Regions from separate parts of the Zea mays genome. Here all the other regions are linked to region 3. A link is a contact called in public Hi-C data. All regions are on one chromosome and are shown on one strand. The core of a region is the stretch at or near the end of the contact, and the rest is flanking DNA. Distances in the headings are between cores, read along the strand shown. Region 1 holds the start of LOC100282954. Region 2 holds the start of LOC103641667 (regulator of nonsense transcripts UPF3-like). Region 3 holds the start of LOC100285102 (translocon Tic40).

Region 1 (3,296 bases), core at 9-2,508, 140 kb after region 3:
CCGCCTGGGTGACACCTTGAATACTATGGTCCTATGTTCTTTTCCCTTCCCAAAAAACAAGTAAAACACCAAAAGCAACACTTGAAAAATTAAGATTTTAGGAATCAAACACTAAGAATCGGGATGCAAGACTAAGGGTCTATTTGGTTCAGTTGTAGATTTTTTAAAGTCTGATTCTAGCTATGAGCTACGAGAAAATTATTGTGAGCTGACAATTGTGAAAAAACTAAAATTTGTTTGGTTGAAACAACTGTCAACTATAAATTCTATAAGAGCAAAACAACTTGTAACATGGATGACAAGAATCTAGGAAATCTGTGGTAGGAGGTGATTCTGAATTGAACTATAGGAATCTATGGATTTTCAGGAATCTATTCTGCTGTTGTACCTGTTTGGTTTAGATTTCATATTTTGGCAGTGAATCTGGTTCAGGAAGCTGAACCAAACACACCCTAAGCTAGCAATTAGTCTTCTTCACTAAAAAGTACTTGTAACTAACTAGTAACTACTCTGTCGCATATCGCAGTGAGCATAAACGAAGCAAATAAACAACTCTCAAAGGCAGGATAGAGGAATTACCTCGCGGACGACCTTATCCTGCATCTTAGGGCGGGCTTCCTTCTCTTTCATTTCGTCGTACAGCTCGTCGTAGGCGTACACCGAGGGATCCTCCTCCATGGCCTTCTTTTGCTGCTCCTCAACCTGTGCGCGCGCAACACGGCAACAACAACATCCCCATCCGGACAAGAGGGGGAAGACAGAAAAAAAAAAGAATTATCTAATGTGGTTGCCATGAAATCGGTGGAGAAGCGTACGCGCGAGCTGGTGGCTGGAGCAGGTTACCTTCTGGAGGGAGCGCTTCTTGGCCGCCTGGCGGAGGATTTCTGCCTCCACATCATCGTCATCGTCGTCGGCGAAGGCCGCCAGGGGCCGGGCGGGAGGTGGCGGCGCGCGTGACGACGAGGACGATGGCGGCTTCGTGCGGAGCTGCAGTCCGTACCTCTTCATCGCGGCGGCAACGGCAGTTACCTGCCAATCTGATCGATTAGGAGACGGGACAAACCCTAGTCAAACCGGGGCGGATTAACTTCTGGAAGGGGCGCTTCTTGTGGGCCCTGCGTGCCGGAGCGAGGTGGAGGAGGACTGGCGGACAGCGCAGGTGGAAGGCGGGGAAGGAGCGGTGGTCGGGAGGGCGCGGAGGGAGGGGCGGCGGCCGACGGGCAACGGCTGTTCACTTGTAAGAAAAGAACATAGAAATCGGATGAATTAAGAGCCATATTTTTTTTATCCAAAGCACAATCCAACTTAAAAAAACTTAATCCAACGCTAAAAACACAACCCGACACGTCCAATTGAAAAACACGGACTAACCTGATCTAACTCAATCTGATACTAGGTATAGATCAGGCCAAACAACTTATAATACAACCTGCCGTGACGTTTAAATAGATCTAGCCTCCAGAGATGTATGCAAGTGTTAATGGTTGAGTAATACCAACCAAGGACTATCAAAAAGGTCTATTTATAATCTCCTAGAAAATTCTAATCGCTACCTTTTAAAACACAGATTTCCATGCACCAAACATGTCCACTAAGCTAGTAGGGGTTACACTGAATACATTGATGCCCTTCAAACGACTATAAACTAGTTGTTAACACATGTTAGATGCTCAGTGCAACCATTAGACATGTTAAGGACACGTCTGTTGAGTACATAATCGAAATATGTAAGTTTATACGACGTTTGAGTGCTCTTTCCAATGTGACATCTGATGGCACTCCGAGCACATTCTGTCATATGCACGTTTGTATGCCTTCCTTTTGATGCCCTCTAAGTTGCTTGTCTGGTGGACCCCTCCTACACTGGACACCATACGCATATCTAGTGTCATGTCCAATGCCTCACAGGATATGTTTGATGAGCTCTGGAAATCTGCATCGAGAGCATTTTGTCATCTCTTTCCAACCGACTTAACTATACAATGTTTTGTCAAAAACAAGTTAGAGCCTAGTTTGTATTTTTTAAAGTGTTTTCAATAAACATTTTCCCTACTCTCAGCCTATAACTTAGGTCTATATGCAATACATATAATTTCGATACCTAGTGGCACTAGATGGTTGGTTGTCCAATTAAACTCTTCTTTTAATAGTATGATCGTCTATGCTAAATCCAATTACACACTCTATTATGTCTTGATTGGTAAGATAAAATGTCCTAACTTATACCTTTGATTTGAGCTCTTACATTTCGATTTTCTTATTTCCTTTTATATGTTGATCATTTGTTCATCTTTATGACAATCACCATCTTTTCTATGGTTGCTAACCTTTACTCAATTTTTAGATGTGAATTTGAACCTATCTTATTTACAACATTTAGAATTTTCTTCAGTTACTAGAATAGCTTTCCAGCTAGGAGGGCCACGGGGATAAGGGACTTCTACAGTCATTCAAGGAGCAGCTTTTCAGCTAGGAGCGTCATGGGGACTTGTACGTTGTTGCCACCTTCGCATGTAACTTGCTACCTGTTAAGGAGTATACATTAGTATTTATTAGTCTGAACAGAGAAGGCATCAACTAGTTTTGCATGCACACATTATTGAAAAATAGGCTCCACTTATAATATGGCTAGCAAATCGTGCATATGATCGTATAAAATACTAGTTTACACTATTTTACATTGTATACTGCACTATTTATAAGCTGGAGTTTGAAATAAAAATGAGGATGCTCGAAATAGTCGTAGCTCGCATGTGGAATACCAATCACTATAGCAGCTCAGAAGCATAAAGAATATACACAACCCGGAAACCCAAATAGCGGTAAATGTAAGATACAAACAAAAACACATGCAGTTGTTGAATTCTTCCAAATTAGTTTACTAGACTAATTAAGCTATAAGAAAATAAAACCTTTAATAACCAATGCAAAAGCTTTTTTGAAAGTTGTTCAAGGGAACATTCTTTTCTATTTGCATTGTTGTTTTCTTGGCCACCTCGGCTATTTTTGAATGATCCACCTGTGAGTCAATGTAAGTCATCCTCGTCGACCTTGGGCACCATCAGCGACCTCCATCTTCATGGTCAAGACCACTGTCCTAGGATAGCATGGAATGGTGGGGCTTCTCTTCTAGCGACTGACTCCTCTCTGTCTGCATGGACCCAACTACCACTATGTCTCAGCGCAAGAGTCTCGAGATGGAATGCAACAGATCAAAATGAAGAAGAACACAAGGACCAAATGAATGACCCTCTAGTCATGGCAAAGTCCTTACCTCTTGTGGACTTAGACCAACT
Region 2 (3,460 bases), core at 411-2,910, 160 kb after region 3:
GGAAATATACTGCATAACACAGTATGAAAACAGGAAGATGGAAGTGCCAAACCAGATCAATATAAGCACTAAGCAATTGGACAGGCACATCAGTTAAAAATATGAATCATTCAAGACAAAATTCCTAACAAATTTTTCTAATGTAGACACAATTACCTGTAACATTGAATTAATATATAAAACAGCCATAGGAAATCACTAACAGGTAACCAAATACTGCAAAGTAAAGAAAGTTGAATGTGTAAAGGTAGTTCTAAACTATAAGCTGAATTTAATTCTTCTCAGGGCCTGTTTGTTTACCCCAATGGATTATATAATCTGGATTATTTTTGAAGGATTATATAATCTGGATTATATAATTTGGATTATATAATCTGAGTAGTCCTGTTTGTTTACCCAGATTATCTGGCGTGTTTCTGTTGGGCGGCGGGCTTTTCTGATCCGATAGGCGCAAAAACGATTCGGTAGATTATAATGGCAATGATGGGTAATTTCTAGGAAACTTGAAAGGGTAGTGGGAAAGTGGGAAAAAATAATCTGAAATAAGCACCTCCTCACTTGCTTATGGATTATCATAATCCAAGGGGTTAGATTATATAATCTGGACAAATAAGCTAGACTGTTTGTTTGCCTCTTAGGATTATTTAATCCAGATTATATAATCTGGGGGTAAACAAACAGGCCCTCAGCAACTTGCTTTACAACTAAAGATGAAAACATAACGAGTCCAGAAGCAACAGAGATAGAATGAAAAAAAAATGAATTTGCCCTAATCAATGATTTTTTTCCATTTTAAACTCTATCAAAAGCACAGGTGGGTCAGATCAGATACATATTTGTGATGCAACAAACAGAGAGGAACAGGTAAGGAGGCAACCCACTAGTTCTAGGTTCTGACTAACACTTCAGTAGCAATCGATGCTAAATCAAATAAAGTTTAACTTGAACAGGGCTTAACTATAATTCAGATACCTCAGAAACTCTCCCAGGCCATTGCAAGCCAGAGAAAATAATTAGTTCACCAAAATCAGAGAACAAATAAAATTTGACTAACTCGGCGGCTCTATCTCCATAATACACGGATGAACACGCTAATTATTTGCGAGAAAGTGCACTAGAACTAGCAACGGAACGTAATCAGAAACATCGCAATAATAGCTTCCTACGACGGTTGATAGGTTAAACAGGATAGTTCCACAAGTCCTAATTAAGGACATCGTCCCACCCGCAGCAACGCCACAAACACTGGAAAAGCAGAGAGCGCGGACCTGGCATTCCCGGGGCGGAAGCACGCCCAGTCGTACCGCCCAGCGAAGCGCAAGTCGACCTGGTCCACAACGGCCTGCTGCGCGATCGCCGGCGGCAGCCGCCGGAGCACCACCTTCGTGCGGTGCGCCGGGTCCTTCATGTGTGCTCGCACCGTCGACGCCTCCCCGAATCTCTCTCGTGTCGTGAATCCTTGAGAACACCCCTACCGCAACACGTCTCAAACCCTAGGGCCGGGTCACATCGAAGCGAGGCGGGTCAGACGGCAGCGAGATCTGGGGACAGGACGGGGGAGGTGGCTAGGGTTTGGAGCCGGGTGGGGATTTGTCTCGCTCCTGCTTCCCTTCCCTTCGTTTCGCCGCGTCGTCGTCGCGTGGATTTTCCCCCCCTTCCGCTTCGGTAGTTTGGTGGGGGTGTGGGGTTGGTTTGGATTTAGGATGTGTAATTGGGAACTGTCGTAGATTGGGAAAGGGGAGGAGACGATAGAAAGTCAAAAGGTCATAGGTCATTCTGATAAATTTATTAGAAAGTCAAAATCGTGTCGAAAGAATTAAACGGATATTTATTTGGTACATTTTATTTTATTAATTTATTATATAAAATAGCTGAGTGTCGTACGTTGCGACGAAAATATATAATATCAGTATACTACGATAACTTATATATAAAATATGTGTTATACTGTTATAAGAAAAAGTTCCATAATCGATTTGTGATCCTAGCCATACATATTTTTTGTTATTTTAATCTAACTATTTCACCCTACATTACAATCATCGGTATCATGCAGACTTTGATATATGCCACAATTTGCATGATCTTATCATTAGAGAACATGTTCCACACATGACGGAAGAAATTTCCTCGTACGTCGTTAGTCATCAGGCACGCACCACCATACGCTCTTGCTTAAACAAAAAAGACAAGTGTATGTGTTTGCGAAGAGAATTAAAGACAGACCGACACAAAAACTACCCCGACGGTGGCGAGGATGACAAACTGGTCATTGTTGTCGACCCTCCTCTGCGTCACCTTCGGCGCCAAGATGACGCCACAGTCCTCGATATAGTAGTCGTTGAACGCGCGCGACATAGCGAGTACTGATGACTCTTGGCTGGGATGCCAAACGAAGTGCACTCCGAGCTCATCAGCGAAGTAGTACCCCTGGCTGTTGCACCACCGGATGCGTTACTCCTCTACATACATCATGTTCGAGGACACTCACACAACGTCAACAACGTCTGTCGTCCCAGCACACAAGAATTCATGGCCGGTCAGTAGCGACTTACGTGGCAGGTTAGGCTTCAAGTGGACGATGAGTTGGACGGTGTGATGGTGTCGTCGTCGGATGTGGTGCCCAGAACAATCCGAGAGTCGCCGACGTTGGCGACGACCATGAGGTCCCCCTGCTTGACGATGGACAACGCGGGGCAGCCACTCTACACCGCGTCCAAGCGGCGGCTGCGCCGGAGCTTGTCGTACACAGCGGCACATGTGACCACGTAGGACTGCTTCTAGAGGTCGAACTGGCAGTCGCCAAGCTTCTTCTCGTTGTTAATGAGCGACGCCAACGTGAGTGCCTCCTACTAAGGTGTTTGTTCAAGGTTTCTAAGTAAGAAACATGGATTCATGCTTGTCGTTGGTTTATAAAATTGACTCACAAGTCAGATCCATGAAAAAATATTACGAAGAATAAATGTCACGCATGCAAAAAAATAAATTTAAATTGAAAACATTATTCAAACAAAAGAAATTGCATGCAAGGCTATTCTTTAAATAATATTCCCTCCATCCAAAAATATAATTCAAGAATCTCGGTGATATTTATCTACTACTACACATTGTGCAAGGGTAGCAGGTGGGTTTGGGGAAAGATGTAGTAGATGTGTTTCCTGTCATAGATGTAGACATAAACACATATGTGGTGTATCATTAGCTACTGCTAGCATTTGCTTGAGAGGTCGCGGGTTCGAATCCCCTTGGGGCCATGTGTGTTTTTTTTAAATTTTAGCTAGACGTGGGTTGTACGAGGGAATGAGAATGACATAATATAGAATGGACTTTGCAGGAAGGGGGAATGAGAAAGGCAGAACTAATGAATGAGAATGACAAAATATAGAATGGTGACAGAATATGGGAATGGCCTGTGCAGGGAGGAGGAAATGAGAAAAACAGAACAGGGAATGGTGGCAGA
Region 3 (3,311 bases), core at 211-2,710:
TTATCATATATTACAACTATATTTTAATGGCCATCAACAATTTTCAAAATATTTAGTTAAGAAACATAAAAGTCAGGTATGTGTATTTTTTCTTGAAACATACTTTCATAATATCATACTCATTAGATATTATAGTCATATTCTATATTAAGAAACAAACTGGTCAAAAAAATAGATCAGATGCTAAAACCTCAGAAATGGACTGATAAAGTATTAGAGACAATGGAATACTAAGCAAGCATAGCACAGAAAGGCTAACCCAAAGAACTCTTGCAGATTCATGACCAACCATCAACAGACAGCCATAGGGAAATTATTAAGAGTAACCATGCGCTTGATGGGGATACATACCATTTGACAACATAAAAAACAGGGAATAGCTGTGAGCTCACCTTTAACATGGAAGAGACCTGACACATCAAACCAGCAAGTATTTGAGTTACAAGTGAACGATATACATAAAAGCATGGTATAGCATTAAAGACAATGGGATTCACACCGTGGTAAACGCCACAGACAATGCTACACCAACTCCAATCCAGAAAACAGGTGAACCACTGCAGAGATTATATGCTAAGTTATCGTGCAAAGGTAAATCTGATAACAGCATACACAGAGAAACAAGAGGGGAAACTCACATATATGATGATGTGGGTGGCATGGGAGGTAGTGTACCAGTTCCAGTAGACATATTCTCATTGCCAGTCGAAGATGACATGCTTGCAAAGCCTTTTGCTCTCAATCCCTCGAAAACTGATGTAATGAACGTTTTTACTTAGTTATATCAGAATAAAATAGACTACACGAATAGAAATGGGAACAAGCGACACCATTCTGAACTCTACTCATCAGCTGCTTTATTATAATCCTAAAAAGCAAACGGATAAGCTGTCCATTCCCTGTTCGGCTCTCAGCTACTGATTGTAATTTCGTCAGCTATACAATCAGTTCCACATACGGAGGCCGCAAGGATTGGGTCAATAGATAGATGAACAAAACTAAAGAATTATAACAATTCAGAGGAGGCATGGTCCTGTTCAACGCCTAGTGAAGCTGAGCAGCGCGCAATCAGGAAGCGAAAAGGCATCAGAAGAGGAAGGCTTATCCCCTCACCGTTTCCGGAGCCGCGAGGAGCCGCCGCCGCGGCAACGAAGAGCCTGGGCCTCATCGGCCCTTTCCTCGCGGCACCGCTGATGGACGCCGAAGACGGCGGCGGCACGGAAACGGGCAGCCCGCGGAAGCGGGCGGCGGAGGAGAGTAGCGGGAGCCGTGGGGACGCGGAGCAGGAGGAGGCGAGGATGAGGCTCTCCATGCCGTCGGGCCGGGCGCGCGTTGCTCGAGGCACTGAGGTCTCTGCCTCTCGCTTGCTCGCACTAGGGTTTTTGCTCGCGTGGCGCCGACGCCGCCGAGGTTCGGTATCCGACTCGTGGGAGGAGGCCAGTAGGGAGTAGAGACGGGGAGTTTTGGGATGGGATCATGGGATGACGATTGACGAATGACGACAAAACGCCCTCGTCTCTCGCTGTAGACTGTGGATGTGGGGCCCATATGATGTTTTTACTGTCACGGTGAAATAGGTATGTCAATGGAGAAAAAAATTACCACGAGGCATCGAGGCTCCTCCAATCTCCTTCGATTTTATGATTCCTAAACTAATTTTTGTAAACTTGTTCGGTTATTCCTGTCTCATGTGAATTGGATAGGATTATAAAAAATTATGAAAGATTTTAACCTGTTTAGAATTTAAACTCACTCAATCCACATGGATTGAGAGCCAAACGAACGAGCCCTATGGGGGACATTTATTCCCTATTCCCGTTTCTGCGAAGAGATAAATCCCCAACGAGAATCCGCGTTCCACCTTAAATTATAACTAGTTGAATGCCCGTGCGTTGCTACGGTTTCCATGTATTACATAGTTGTACCTTATTTGAATGGGATAATCATTTCATCGGTGATGGAATAGAGTTCAGAAAAAATGGATTTAAACATACACTCAGTTATTATCTGATCAAAGAACGAAGTAGAACTATAGTTAATCTGACGCTACTTGTGGGCATGCGACTCTACATCATGTTGGATCTTCCGTGGTGTTTTCCTTTTCTGCTTATACTTCGCATAAGAGTACCATAGGCCACCAAATGTGTTGATCACCAGTCCAGTAACATTCAGAGCATGTACTTCGACACCTCCCAACAGATCGAAACCGAGGGTCTGATGATGAAAAACATGATACATGATTTACTTATTAGTTTAGAGCTCAATTGTATCAAAGGGTTCTGATTAAAGGACAAACTGATCTTTCATAAGTCGGCAAACTTACCGTTGATCCGACACCCTTGAGAACTCCTACTATTGTTGTAGTCAGAGCAGAGTTCACAATTGTGCACCAAAACATAGTGAAATTGAGAACGATTCCCATCATCAGCGAGATAACGAGAACGACACCGAACATCAGAGAGGCTGCCTGTAGTTCAAGTGTCACCAGACAATGCAAGTTAGGATAGAGACATACAACAGATAATGACACAGAAACTTTAAGAGTACTATTGTGTTAATGAATAGCAGCGAAGTGTTAAACCATTTGCTTCAGAAACTCTAGAGAACTATCTTTGAGACAAGGGAACACACAGAGATTGCTAGCTTAAATGTGCTGGTAAAATTTTGATTATACTGCATTTGTATCACTGACCTTTGCAGATAATACTGTAAGAGAATGGGGGAATTCTCTTGTTGCTATAATGAGGAAAAACAGAAATGGAAGTGACAATATGCTGTTGTAAAACATCAAGTCCACTGAGGAAAGACCATCCTCGGCACCTGATTTCTCCACCAGAATCAAATACATAGTCTGCATAGTGCATACACATTCAGCTGTCAATTACAAAGATAAAGAACCTTGCCTAAAAAATCTCTCAAAAGTTATAGAATAAATTTGTAAGAACAAAGCACAAGGAGATAACACAACCTGGAAGAAGACTGATGTTAGAGCCATGTAGTATCCATATAGGTCAAAGGAAAAATCTCCAAGTGCTGCAACGAGGACACCATTGGCGGTGCAGATAACTGAAAGAATGACCTAAAACAATTTTGAATTGATCAGGATGTGGTAAACAACAATAGTAATAAATATATGTTAGTTCCTAGGAAGAAACAATGCATTTCCCTAAAGTTTGATTTTTAAGTTGCAAATGAGGAAATTTCAAAACAAGAATGTAGAGCATATCATGAGCGTCAGTTACATTGTCAATGCCTTTTGCAATACCTAAAGCGCTTGCATAATTTTTACTGGAAAACATGGCCACCAGAAG

Evidence for each region. A called contact is a pair of places that touch in the nucleus more often than the background predicts.
Region 1: a contact with region 3 is called in a Hi-C map of ear, with 1.7 times the contacts expected there. The contact joins the promoter of LOC100282954 here to the promoter of LOC100285102 in region 3. A contact is called at or near these places in 3 of 25 Hi-C or Micro-C datasets (ear, leaf and tassel).
Region 2: a contact with region 3 is called in a Hi-C map of endosperm, with 3 times the contacts expected there. The contact joins the promoter of LOC103641667 here to the promoter of LOC100285102 in region 3. A contact is called at or near these places in 5 of 25 Hi-C or Micro-C datasets (endosperm, leaf, tassel and 1 more).

What each region holds. Positions count from the first base shown.
Region 1 is chr10:120,769,517-120,772,812 of Zm-B73-REFERENCE-NAM-5.0, forward strand. It overlaps LOC100282954, which reads right to left and starts at 1,259. Exons shown (of 4, transcript NM_001155859.1): 1 at 844-1,259; 2 at 580-702. The coding sequence starts at 1,008.
Region 2 is chr10:120,788,209-120,791,668 of Zm-B73-REFERENCE-NAM-5.0, forward strand. It overlaps LOC103641667 (regulator of nonsense transcripts UPF3-like), which reads right to left and starts at 1,661. Exons shown (of 13, transcript NM_001346661.1): 1 at 1,269-1,661. The coding sequence starts at 1,408.
Region 3 is chr10:120,624,338-120,627,648 of Zm-B73-REFERENCE-NAM-5.0, forward strand. LOC100285102 (translocon Tic40) reads right to left here and starts at 1,461. Exons shown (of 15, transcript NM_001157997.1): 1 at 1,114-1,461; 2 at 639-753; 3 at 500-557; 4 at 393-410. The coding sequence starts at 1,312.